2 separate regions of the Hordeum vulgare genome follow, and region 2 is linked to region 1. The links are chromatin contacts, called in public Hi-C maps. All regions are on one chromosome and are shown on one strand. Each heading gives the region's core, a stretch centred on a gene start, on an enhancer-like site or on the middle of the called end of the contact. The rest is flanking DNA. Distances are from core to core; before and after follow the strand shown. Region 1 holds the start of LOC123399739 (calmodulin-binding protein 60 A-like). Region 2 has its middle 87 kb from the start of LOC123395915.

Region 1 (5,571 bases), core at 1,542-4,041:
TACTTCCAAAAACTAATAGTCTTTTGTTAAAAGGATAAAAGTATGGTCCAGACAATTATTTAGTCTGAATTCTAACACATTTCTCTTGTATGCATGGAGCAGTTATGCTAAAACGGCAAATTCAGTATGTACAACCTGCAAGAAATTTCTAGTAGAAGCTGAAATCAGTATGAGAGGAACACCTGCATCGGTTTATCGAGGTCCTTGAAGGGAATATACTGGTCACTGGATGTGACTCCAACAACCCTATAGAAACAGTTGAAGAACAGGACAACATTATGGCCTTCCACGATGAAAGAGTAGAGCTCCTTTCCAGGATCACACCTTTTAGCATGATCAATAATAGTCGTCCATACTAGCTTTGAGGCCTTGTTGAGAACCTAAATGCAGTGGGAAATAAACTTAACTTGCTATTATACTCAGTATCAAAGTGAGCAAGAAGTCAGAAGAAATTCATTTCTTACTTTGCGGAGAGTATGTTCATCCTTGTAATATGACGTCAAGAAATCCTTCACAGAAAAGATGCCACTCCGTTTGAGTGCCCCATGGAAGACACCATCCTTTGAAATTTTCTGCAGGCGCCAAACATCATCATCCAATGATGGAATGGCATGCTTTTGGTATCCTGCAAGTACAAGAAATAGATTGATCGCTAGTTTCAACATCGCAAAAAAAAAAAGGTAACACAAAATCAAATTTTAAATCCAAGCCTACCTTCTCCACGACGATCCTTTACTGTGAAAGGTTCAGTTATCCCTTCTAGGATCCGTTCACCAAGCCCGTCAACAACCATTACCCCAAGCCTGAACTTGCCACTCCTCGTGAACTTGGAGTTATCAATAAATGTAGCATCACGGAGATCAGCTTTGCCATTCTTTAGGCTAACCTCCAGCTCTCCGGTCAGCACTGCCCCAATTTTGTCCCGTGGACGAACGATATGCCTGCTGAAATTCTCCAATGTCCAGCAATCTTCATTATCTATGTTGAAGTCACCATCAAGAACAACAATTTTGATCTTGGCAGAAAGAAGGCGACGAGAATTGTTCTCTTGTTGGTTGTTGTCCTCCAGACATATCTTGAGAGGATCACCATTTGCACAACGGATTTCCTTTTTTGTGAAAACTTCATTACTCAAGCCATTCAGGAACCTAAGCTTGTATCTTGGAGTCTGGTTTTGGTCAACCAGCGTTCTGCACAAACTGTGTAACGCAGCAGATGAGAAGGTCAATGCAACCATAAATGGTCTTTAACAGGGCAAAAATTTAGTAAAACAAAAACTAATATTATTAGTACTATTTACTGGTTGGACAGAAAAGTGGCGTTTGTAGTCAGGAAATGGTACCTAGGAGCACGGCTTAAGTAGCCTGTAATCGCTTTAGTCACCGCTTCTGGTATCTGTCAAAAGGAAAAGGAAAACTTTGAGGGGTTGACCTTCCGAAAAAGTCCAGAAATTGCCATGATAAAGTAAACTACTACTTCCATTCCTAAATATAAGACGTTTTGGCAGTTGAATTTGGCAGTTGAAATTGAAGCAACAAAACGTCTTATATGTAGGAACAAAGGGATACAAAAGAACAGGGTCATGAAAGACTGCTATCTTCATAGTATTATGCATCACCAACACCAATAGCACCCTCTGTTAATGAAACATATAATCCCTCCGTTCCTAAATATAAGCCATTTTAAAGATTCCACTATGGACTACATATGAAGCAAAATGAATGAATCTACACTCTAAAGTATGTCTATATACATCTGTATGTAGTCCATAGTGGAATCTCTAAAAAGACTCACGATTTCTGAGGTAACTATCCTACTAGGATCCAGCAACTGGACTCTGGTTACCGGTTTCGGTTTAGATCAAATTTGGATGACCACTGGAATTAGCTAAGGTTTTCAATCTGGCCGAAGATCCAGCGTTTTCGTTTGGATCACACTGAAACCACCGCAATTTCCGGAGAATATCTCTTTCCAGAATGTCAATGATTTGAAATGGCCAACCTACTAAATGGTGCCTAGTGTTCCGTCACATCAGATTGCATTGCGGAAAAATAGGTTGCGTTCAATAGACTAGTTAGTTACGAAACGATCGATCAATATATATCACTATTCTAAATGGATGGCATCCAGGATTCCTGCCGAAGCAGTAGCTCCATGGAGTGAGGTGATTGGTTACCCGGCTGATGGCAGACTCAATCGCGGACTGAACCGCAGCCTCCACCCTTCGCACGCTGTTGGTGACCAGCTCCTCCAGATGCCTGCATCCCCTGATCTCCCTGCAGAGTAATCAATCAATCAATCAGCCCAACGCATCAAACGGTCAGTAAATCCCCCCAATAAGCCTTCATCTCTTACGAGTGGAGACAAGAACGGATCAAGAAAGGGACGGAACGCGAGGGAAAGAAGACGGGAGGGAGACTCACAGGTCGAAGGAGCGGCACCTCTTCTTCATCGCCGGCGAACGCGCCGGCGACGGCGAGGCCCCTCCGCCGCCACACTCCAGCGGCCGCTTCGCCGGCATGGGCGGGCGCTAGCTGACTAGCTGCTCAGTGCGGCGGGATGCAGGTCAAGCCAGGTAGTCTCGCTCGCTCGCTCGCTTGCTTGTTTGATTGCTGCTCTAGACTCTCTAGACTCTAGTCAATGCAATGTGTGTGCTTCTGGTGCGCTTGGGAGTATCGGCGCTTAGCGTTGGCGGTAGGTGTATATATGGCCCCGTTTTGAGACGGGAGGGAAAAGTTGCGCACTTTTCCTCTTCTCCCGTTCCTGGGCGGGGCGACGCGGCCGGGGAGAAGATTCCAAGGAGAGATGTGCGCACAAGTGTCAAGTTGGGTACTGTGGGAGTGCCCAACTGCCCTTTTCTCATCGATTTCCCCGTGACCATGGATTAATCCGCTTGGGGCGGTAAAACGGACGCCCCTGTCCTGTCCGATTTTACCCGTCCATCGATCAATGCATCCAACGCGCGACGGTATCACAACTTGTCAGCGTTGGAAATCATAAATTTAAAATAAAATAATCAAGTCTGCGTTAGAAATCATAAATTTGAAATAAAAAAATCAAGTCCGCGTCGGAAATCATAAATTTAAAATAAAAAAATTGGCTGCACATTTTAAAAAACACCATAAAGCATAATTAAACATTAACATAGACTTAAAACATAATTAAATAGTTCAACCTCCCGGACGAACGTTTAAACATAACTTAAACTTAAAAAACTTAAGAAAAGATGATGGTCGTCGCCGTGGTCGTCTTGGATCTCGCCGTCCTCATCGTCGTCCATAGTGAGGTGTACGTACGCTAGTGGATGTCGGAAGTGAACCGATGACGTCTTCGGTGGCTGCATGGGACTAGTCCAGTGACCGTGGCGGCATGGGCGCCCATGGCTCGACACCCACCCAGTTCGTCATATGTGTCGTTGTGGACAACCACCAGCCGGGGGTTCCAAACGGTGATGTGGGGCTTTTCGACGACCTACTCCTTGACGGCCATTTGGAGCTCCTGGATGATGACGTTGCCGGCCGCGGAGAGGGCCGACATGGTTTCGAGGCCCACCTACTGGTGTTCCTTGTGGGTGTTCATGGAATCCTTCATGACCCACCTCATGAGCTCGACCTCCTCCTCTTTGGTCATGGGAGGTTGTGGGATCATTAGAAGGGATGTCTAGAAGGCCGTGAGGGGGGGGTGAATAAACTATCGGGACTCCGATCATAAGCCATAGGAATCCAACATGTAACACATCACATCTCTTTGCGGTTTCACGCATGGTTATCCCCACGGTTGCAGCCTTACCTTAGCCGGGACCGTTTGCGCCTTTTGACTCGCGTATGCAATTGTGTCGCTAGCATTCCAATGTCAAAGAACCCGGTCGACATGTCTAGTCATAAACTTAAGTGGCAGTTCCGTACAGGGACAGGCATACATGACCCAGCAAAGCAGGTGTCGATCAGCAACGAGTGTAGGCGAGTCGTAGCAAGCTACAAGGACTCCATTACACCACGTGACATTTCCCCAAAGGGATAGACACATCAGCTAAGAAGGACACATGCCGGTCAACCAATGTGTCCGGAGCAGTAGCGAACTACCGTGGCTCGGTGGAAACACAAAGGGGAATTTCCTCGTAAGGAGTGCTACTAAGGCATACGACTAGGTGTTCGAACCCCATACATATCAAGTACAACACATGTACGCATGGCATACCGATATGCATAGATACATCGATGGCATCACAACATAACCATAAACATACAAACTTTATTTAGAAGGCTCGGAAGAACCTCACAATAATATTACACAGATAGGGTCTCACGACCCATCATCACAAGTCATTCAAACAAGTCTTACAAGCCAGCGGAAGATTTAAACTGTCTGAGTACAGACATATGGAAAGGTAAATGCACATGGCCTGACTATCTACAGACCCAACCTAGGGCCAGATCGTAGCTGGGACACCAGCTACTCGTCGTCGTCAACGTCTAGATAGAACCCTCCATTAGGGTCATTAACAACCTCTGCAACAATTTATTAAGCAAACATGAGTACAAAAGTACTCAGCAAGACTTTAGGATGATCTATCTACTCATGCAATGTATCAACAAGGAGTTGTGGGGTTTCATGCAGAAAGCCAGCATTTGACTTTTGGCTAGACAAACTTGCATTTTCAAATAGCTTTGACAACTTTGTTTTCTCGCACACGAGTCCACTAACACCACAACAATACTCCATCGTGAATCATTCCGTCTCCCTACGGAAATGCCATCCACGACACTCACACTTATCTTGATATTTTTATGAGTAGCCATTATAGTTGTCTATGAACAACATATGTTTCCAAGTAGTCCATATGCGCGGACGCGGCTATTCGAATAGATCATAACCCTGCAGGGGTGTACTTCTTCACATACGCTCTCGCCACTTATCGCCATGTGCACGTCATGCACCTCGGCAACCTTCAAGCGGAAGCCCATCGAGGGAGTCGGCCACGACCGTTAACCACTCTAATACCTAGTCCAAGTTTATCGCCTATCTGAGGGTAACCCGCACGGAAGTCCGGCCGAGGTTTCCACCACGGCCCCAAATGATGTGCGTAGGTTTCCCAAGCCCACCATCTGGGTGCCACTTGGTACACCGTGCCACTGCCTACCACATCATAGCCCACCTCTAAGGTCAGCGCTACGCACGACCTCCAGCATGACTATAAACACCAGAAACTACTTGCAACTCATGGACCGAGTACTAAGCGATTAATAAGTCGAGCGGGGTCATATTTCAGGGCCCAGCATGTGGTAGTATCTTGTCTTGGATTACATACACGGAACTCAGTTCCTAAGGACGATTCCAATGAAACAACCCGCCATGTACTCCTACATAGCCTTTCATCGGTACCTTTACCAAAACAGGTTCAACACACAACATTTATTAACTGAACACATTCTCACGATCCTGTTCATCATCCAAATGACAGACCATACACAACTCTAAGCATAGAATGCATAGCAGGATAAGGCACATCAGAGTTCAAGCATCTACCAGGTATGCTAGGTTGCAAGGTTCAGCTATTTACTGTGACAAGGA
Region 2 (6,254 bases), core at 276-2,775, 510 kb after region 1:
TCAAAACATTTCTTTTCTTCTCACAAGTTCATTGGGGTTTTTTTTTAATTATTTTGCCAAGTTCCACTTGTTCAAAAATGACTTTTTAATTCCTTTAGGACCCCTTTTGCATTGTATCCCTTTTATAAACTCTTCTAAAAATTCCAAAAAATTTTGGAGATGTCATGCATGATATTCGCTTTTATGCAAAAACTCAACTATGTGTTTTGGAAAAAATTAGCAAAACAACCCCCTTTCTATTCTTGTCAACTTTGTTGTTTTGTACTGCAGCCCTATTCTAGATTGCTCCAATGACCTTGGGAATTTTACTGCTGGTAGTTCACCCTACCAAAACCTTAAGTTTATGAATTGAGCCCCATTAGATTAATTTAAATGCATGAATTAATAGCCTCAACTTGTTGTCCAGAATTGTTTTTCTCAAAACTTTGCATTACCTAGTTTTTCTTTTGGCCAAACTAACCACACCATCTCTTTTAAGGTCCAAAGAGACTATGATTTGGAAAGTTTGGATACGAGACAAATCTCCGAGAGGCCTGTGGCCAGAATTGGCATAGTTCTGGCTCCACATTATAGAATTGCTCAATCGGCCCAACCAGCATATCTAGGAAGCTTGTCTAAGCTAGCAGCCCTGCCCTCGTAAGTTTGGAGAGAACCTAAGCCATTTGTCCATGCCAGGCAATTCGTCGAGCAGGTGCCATGCGTGCTCTAGGTGTGGCCAGAGCGCACGTTTTGCACGCGTGCGCCCGAGCTGCCACGTCCAATTGCATGTGCCCCTTAGCTAGCTTCTAGAGCCGCGCAACGTCGTGGCAGACCCCGACCAGTGGTCGCCACTCCTGTGCCATGTAGTCCTTAGGCCCTCCCAGCTCTGGCGTCCTGTCGACGGAAGCATCTCGCCCCAACAGTGGCTGGCGCCGCCCAAGCAGCCTCAGCGTGCCAGCTGCCCTTGGACCACCTACGCTGCATCTTTCGCTCGCTGCCAGCCCTGCCAGCCGCTCCTACCGCCCATGTGCCACCGTCAGAAATGTCGTCGGCGTTCTTATCCTCGGGCCGCCGCGGAACCGCCTCTGCCCGGCTATAAATACCCCCCCCCCCCCCCCCGGAGTTGCAGTGTGCTCCATCGCATCTCTCTCGACCGTAGCAAGCTCCCCGTAGCAGCAATTTGGTCGGAGATGTTCATCTTGCTCACCTCCGGCAGCTTGGCCGCCGCGGCCTCTCCGGTCAAATTCGTCGCAGTCGTGCCTGTCCATGCCAGCCTCCTCCTCCTTCATCCCCTAGCGGCTAGTAGGTCCTTTCCCCTTCACCGCAAGTGCCGGGGACCACTGTCTGCAAAGCCCTCTCGGAGGCCGACGCCGCCGTCCGCCAAAGCCTGTGGCACCGGCGCCTCCCGTCACTCCTGTGCCCCTGGAGACCACCGGGTGGACAGCGAGGACCTCTTCGATCCATCCCCACGCCTTAGAGCCCGAGAGCTGTAGCGAGTCGCCGACGAGGATCACCGGAGCGCCACCCTGGTTCTGCTACGGGAGGTAGAGGACAAACCCGACACGTGGACCCCACCTATCGGTGAGCCAGCCAAGTGCCCCAGTGGCGCAGCCTCTCCTGGTGCGTTTTCAGTGCAACAAAGGGTAGTTTCCCATAGCGTTTTTAGTGAATACGTTTTCTCTGCTGGGAAGCGTATTCCTGGCTGAAACGTTTTATAGTTTTTGTTTTATTTAAATCTAGCTTTGACCAGAAACTTTGACTGGCCATATATTTTTAAATAAAAACTCCAAATGAAATGATTATTTTTCCTACCTTTCTAAAATCTCATCTAGTTTATTTTAAAATTTATTCATAAATTTTCAAACACTTCTTATGTGCTGCTTTGGAATTGTGTGTTGAATGGTATTATTTTCAAAATAGGAATTTGAAGGGAAGCAAACTCCTTCAATATTTTTGGGGTGCACACGACCCTTCTTCTCCCAAAGGCAAGCATCTTGAACTCTGATATGTGCTAAGATGTGTGGTGTTTGTTGTGGTGCATTGGAATGCGTGATTTCATTATGTTGATAAAAACTCTCGCATAAAATCATACTTTGCATGAGTGCATGTGATGGATATTTTTGTTGCTGGATATATGTGATGCAAATGGTGAGTGTCTACTACCCCATGCTTCATATGACACGTTGGTCTGGACAACCTTGGAGGAAGGTTTGTCGTGGTGAATATGAGACCATGGGCTGACATCTCGTGGGACGAGAGTGGTCAGTGAAGGCATGTCGGGGTGTGATGGTGGTAACACTGAGGTATATCATTCAGCAAAGTCGTGTGGTACTAACCCTTGCAGGAAAACTTAAACCTCCTAAGTCGACTATAAATCGAATCTTGTTAATGTGTCACCTTACCTTTCGTGTTGCCATAGGTCTTCCCGAAAGGGAATACAGTTTAGTAGGTCATAAACCTATTATCAGGTACACACCAAATAAAGGGGCCGAGATGAAGGTATCCATGGCCCTGGACTAAATCCAGTCATCCGGACAGGGGCATGGGTGTTTTCGGTCTGGGACCAAGAGGGAAGAGTTCTTTCCTTGTAGCACACGGGTATAAATTTGATCCCATGCTAGTTGAGGTTGGAGCCTTCCCGTCTTATGATTTTTCCATGGCGGCGTAGCCCGGGTGAGACCGGTCTTCGCGGGGGTAAAAATGGGTGTGTGTTGGTTCTGAGAGTTTACTTCTAAAATACCATACACGGGATTAGTCTGAGTGACTATTAAAACCTGTGGGCTGTTGGTAAAGAGTACATCCTTTGTAGAGTCAAAACTATTCGTGTATCCGTGTCTACGGTCAAGGACGACTGGTTGACTAGTCAAGTGTCGGTCTGAGTATCAGTCTCTGGAGGAATTAAATTGAAACATGATGAAACCCATGAACCGGGATGATAAGTAGTACTATTATTATGAATTTTGATGTGGACTAATCATGTGTGGTATATGGATTTGTTAGAGTATCCTTGTGATGGTTCTACCTCGTGGATACTCGGTGTTGATATTATATAAGCCTTTTATGTGGTGTCGCTTAGACGGACGATTGTGGCAACTGTTATTTCTTTTATATAAGCCATTTCTATGGTGTCTCTTAGCCGCCTGACTCTGGCAACTGTTATTACTTTCATATGATCCCTTTATGTGGTGTCACTCTGACGCCCAACTCTGGCACGCATGCTATTACTTATTCATCGTTATCTTCATATAAGCCCTTTTTTGTGGTGTCGCTCTAGGCATCCAACTGTGTCATGTTTAGTAATATTCCATTAACAAGTCCCTTTATGCGGTGCGCTAAGACGTCCGACTGTGGCTTGTGTTACTTTTCCTTTCGAGGTGTCGCCTCAGAAGCTTGATCAACAAGCTTATACTTGAGTGTTACCTTTCCTTTCTTGTTTATACAACATTGGTGGACATGATTTATATGCATGAATGTACCCGTGAATTAATGGCATGATAGAGTTATTAAGTGAATTATACATGCATCTCACCTGCTTTAACTTATGTGTTTTCTTGATGTTTGCGAGTACATTCAAATTACTCACTGGCTTGTCACTGGCTATTGTCTTGGCCAGATTACTTTTGGAGAGGAGCACGATGTCGTCAACCCCATAATCTAGGAGTCGAGGATAGCAACCTTGTGAGATAGGAATTCAACCAGGTCAGTTGTTCCTGTGGGAATGGAGTTCCATGGGTACTCGAGATTCCTCGAGTCGCTTCCATCGTCATCCTCAGACTTTTGTCCAAACCAGTGGACCTTCATGGTCTTGTAACCCAGATTTTGTATTTTTCTTGGGATTTATGTATCAAGTGAGTGTCCACCAACTAACAGTAGTCCTGGGTTGGTTAACACAAAGGCCTGTTTTTTACAAATTATTTTTCCAAAAAACCGGTCGTTACACACACGGAAGCGGGGATTTGCAGTGGTGCCAGAGCTCATAGAGAAAATAAGAGATAAATTATTTTGGGAGGTACACCAATCCTGTCAATGTTATGACCAAGAGTTATCGATACCCTCCATGCTCAACAAATTAGCGGTGGCTCCCACGCAGTAAAAGTAAAGATTTACTCCCCCTCCATCAACAAACACACTCCTCGGCTAGCCGAGTTCATGGATGTCCTCCATACCAACAACAATCCAGAGGAGTTTTGTTTAATTATCTGTGATTTATGATTCGGGATTGGAGTCCCTATTTACCATCCCCTCTCATGCAAGGACGAGTGAATAATCACTCACCATGAGAATAACCCGCTTAGTATGGAAGATGTTGACTGTGATTTATGATTCGGGATTGGAGTCCCTATTTACCATCCCCTCTCATGCAAGGACGAGTGAATAATCACTCACCATGAGAATAACCCGCTTAGTATGGAAGATGTTGACTTCCCTTTGTCGCTCCATGAGCGGTCCACGCACACAAAACAGAAGTTCATTTGAAATATTAGAGGTGGCACATGAAAATATACTTGGGATGGTTGGGTAATACCGCATATAGATAGGTATAGTGGACTCATCTGGAATAACTTTGTTTCAAGGATTTTGATGCACAAGCAGTATTCCCGCTTAGTATAGGTGAAGGGTAGCAAATAGGTTGGGAAGCGACCAGCTAGAGAGCGAAGACGGTCATGAACATGCTTTATCAATAATCATCGTTGCATAATAGCATGAGTAGGATATAAACACCATGAACATAAATATCATGGAGGCTATGTTGGTTTTGATTCAACTACATGTGTGAACATGTGCCAAGTCAAGCCGCTCGGACATTGAGAGGAGGATACCATATCATCATAGTACATCACAACCATTTTAATGCATGTTGACATCCAAGATAAATCATTATCTACTCCTAGCTACTTAAGCATGGCATGAACAACTATAATCTCTAATTATTATTGCAAACATATTTGGTCATAATACGTTGAATCATGGATACTGGTCTAACCATATTTACAAAAATAAAAACAAGTTGATTTCATACCTGCTTTTCTTTGCCACAGTCACTTCATGAAATACCGTCATTATTGCCTTTCACTTGCACGAACGAATGATATGAAAATAATAGTGCAAGAGTGGCATGAACTAAGTTGGAATGTGCAACATTTTATTCAAAAGGAGAAGACAAAGTAATATGGGCTCTTTGACAATGCATATGAGAGCTAATCAACATTTTCATCGTGGTCTTTCCCTTGGGTATAACTCAAAGAAGGGAAAAGAAATTCATAGAAACACATTAAAATATTTTTGGAGTTTTTAGTTTTTCAAGAAGAAAGCAAATTAAAAAGAAAAAAACTAAAGCTCCCAACAAGTAAAGGAAGAAAAGAGAAATATTTTTGGGTTTTCTGCAAGTTTTTCAAACATGCGAGAAGAAAGCAAGAAAATAAACCTAACAAGGATAATACACTGCAAGAGTGTGAACATCGACAACGAGAGTATGTAAGCATCAATATAAATCCAGTGAAAACACGTACTCCCCCAAGCTTAGGCTTTTGGCCTAGCTTGGTAATCACCATGGGTGGTAGTCGTCCGGCCTCATTTCAAAGTGTTTGGGCGGCGGCACCAGAGAGTCCAACTCCTGGGGCTCCTGCTCGGCCGCTACCTGGGCGTTCCGGCAGGCAATAACGTCCTCAGGCATGATCTTGTATCCATTCCTGGCAATAGAATCAAACAAAGCAGGTGCATGCAACGGGATAATATCTCGGGTAACCTCACTAAAAACTAAGTTATACGGAAGGTTATCCAAAGAATCATCACTGTCAATAAATTGATGATCAACCATATACTCACGATCTAGGCAAGCTTGTGGTAAAAGATAGTCATCATGATGAAAAGGGATGTTAAAGTGTTTCAATAAGCGAGTGGCATAAATACCATCATGGATTTTACCCTTAGATTTTTTATTGTGTAAACATCGAGCAATAATTGCTCCCAAATTAATAGTGTGATCATTATGGATTGCTCGGGACAAAATGGCAAGGTCAAGAGCGCTAAGGATACTACCCATCCCAATAGCAGTTAAACACTTCATGATAAATAAAGAAAAGTAGTGCAGTGAATGAAACTGCAGGATCGGGGTTGTGGCTATCGACACGCCTCTCATCTCATCGACTGTTAAGGTGAGCAGGAACTCAGCCGATTTGGGCTCTCTTAACTCCCCCTGAGAGGGAATTAAACATATCTCACAAAATACAGTGAGCGGTATTTGGTGGGTTTCACCATATGGATTAAACCGCATT

The links. A called contact is a pair of places that touch in the nucleus more often than the background predicts.
Region 2: a Hi-C map of leaf shows a contact between it and region 1, with 2.5 times the contacts expected there. The contact joins the enhancer-like site here to the promoter of LOC123399739 in region 1. A contact is called at or near these places in 3 of 6 Hi-C or Micro-C datasets (leaf and seedling) and 1 of 1 datasets of contacts at active chromatin or transcription factors (embryo).

What each region holds. Positions count from the first base shown.
Region 1 is chr5H:108,966,360-108,971,930 of MorexV3_pseudomolecules_assembly, forward strand. It overlaps LOC123399739 (calmodulin-binding protein 60 A-like), which reads right to left and starts at 2,792. Exons shown (of 10, transcript XM_045094125.1): 1 at 2,424-2,792; 2 at 2,177-2,276; 3 at 1,343-1,395; 4 at 715-1,199; 5 at 465-625; 6 at 183-380. The coding sequence starts at 2,521.
Region 2 is chr5H:109,481,221-109,487,474 of MorexV3_pseudomolecules_assembly, forward strand. No RefSeq gene overlaps it. Among protein-coding and RNA genes, the nearest start is that of LOC123395915, 87 kb to the right of the region's middle. Within about 2 kb of position 1,526, at least 3 of the 3 cell types and tissues checked have open chromatin away from gene starts, as enhancers often do. A contact at or near this core is called in leaf and seedling, where this site is marked.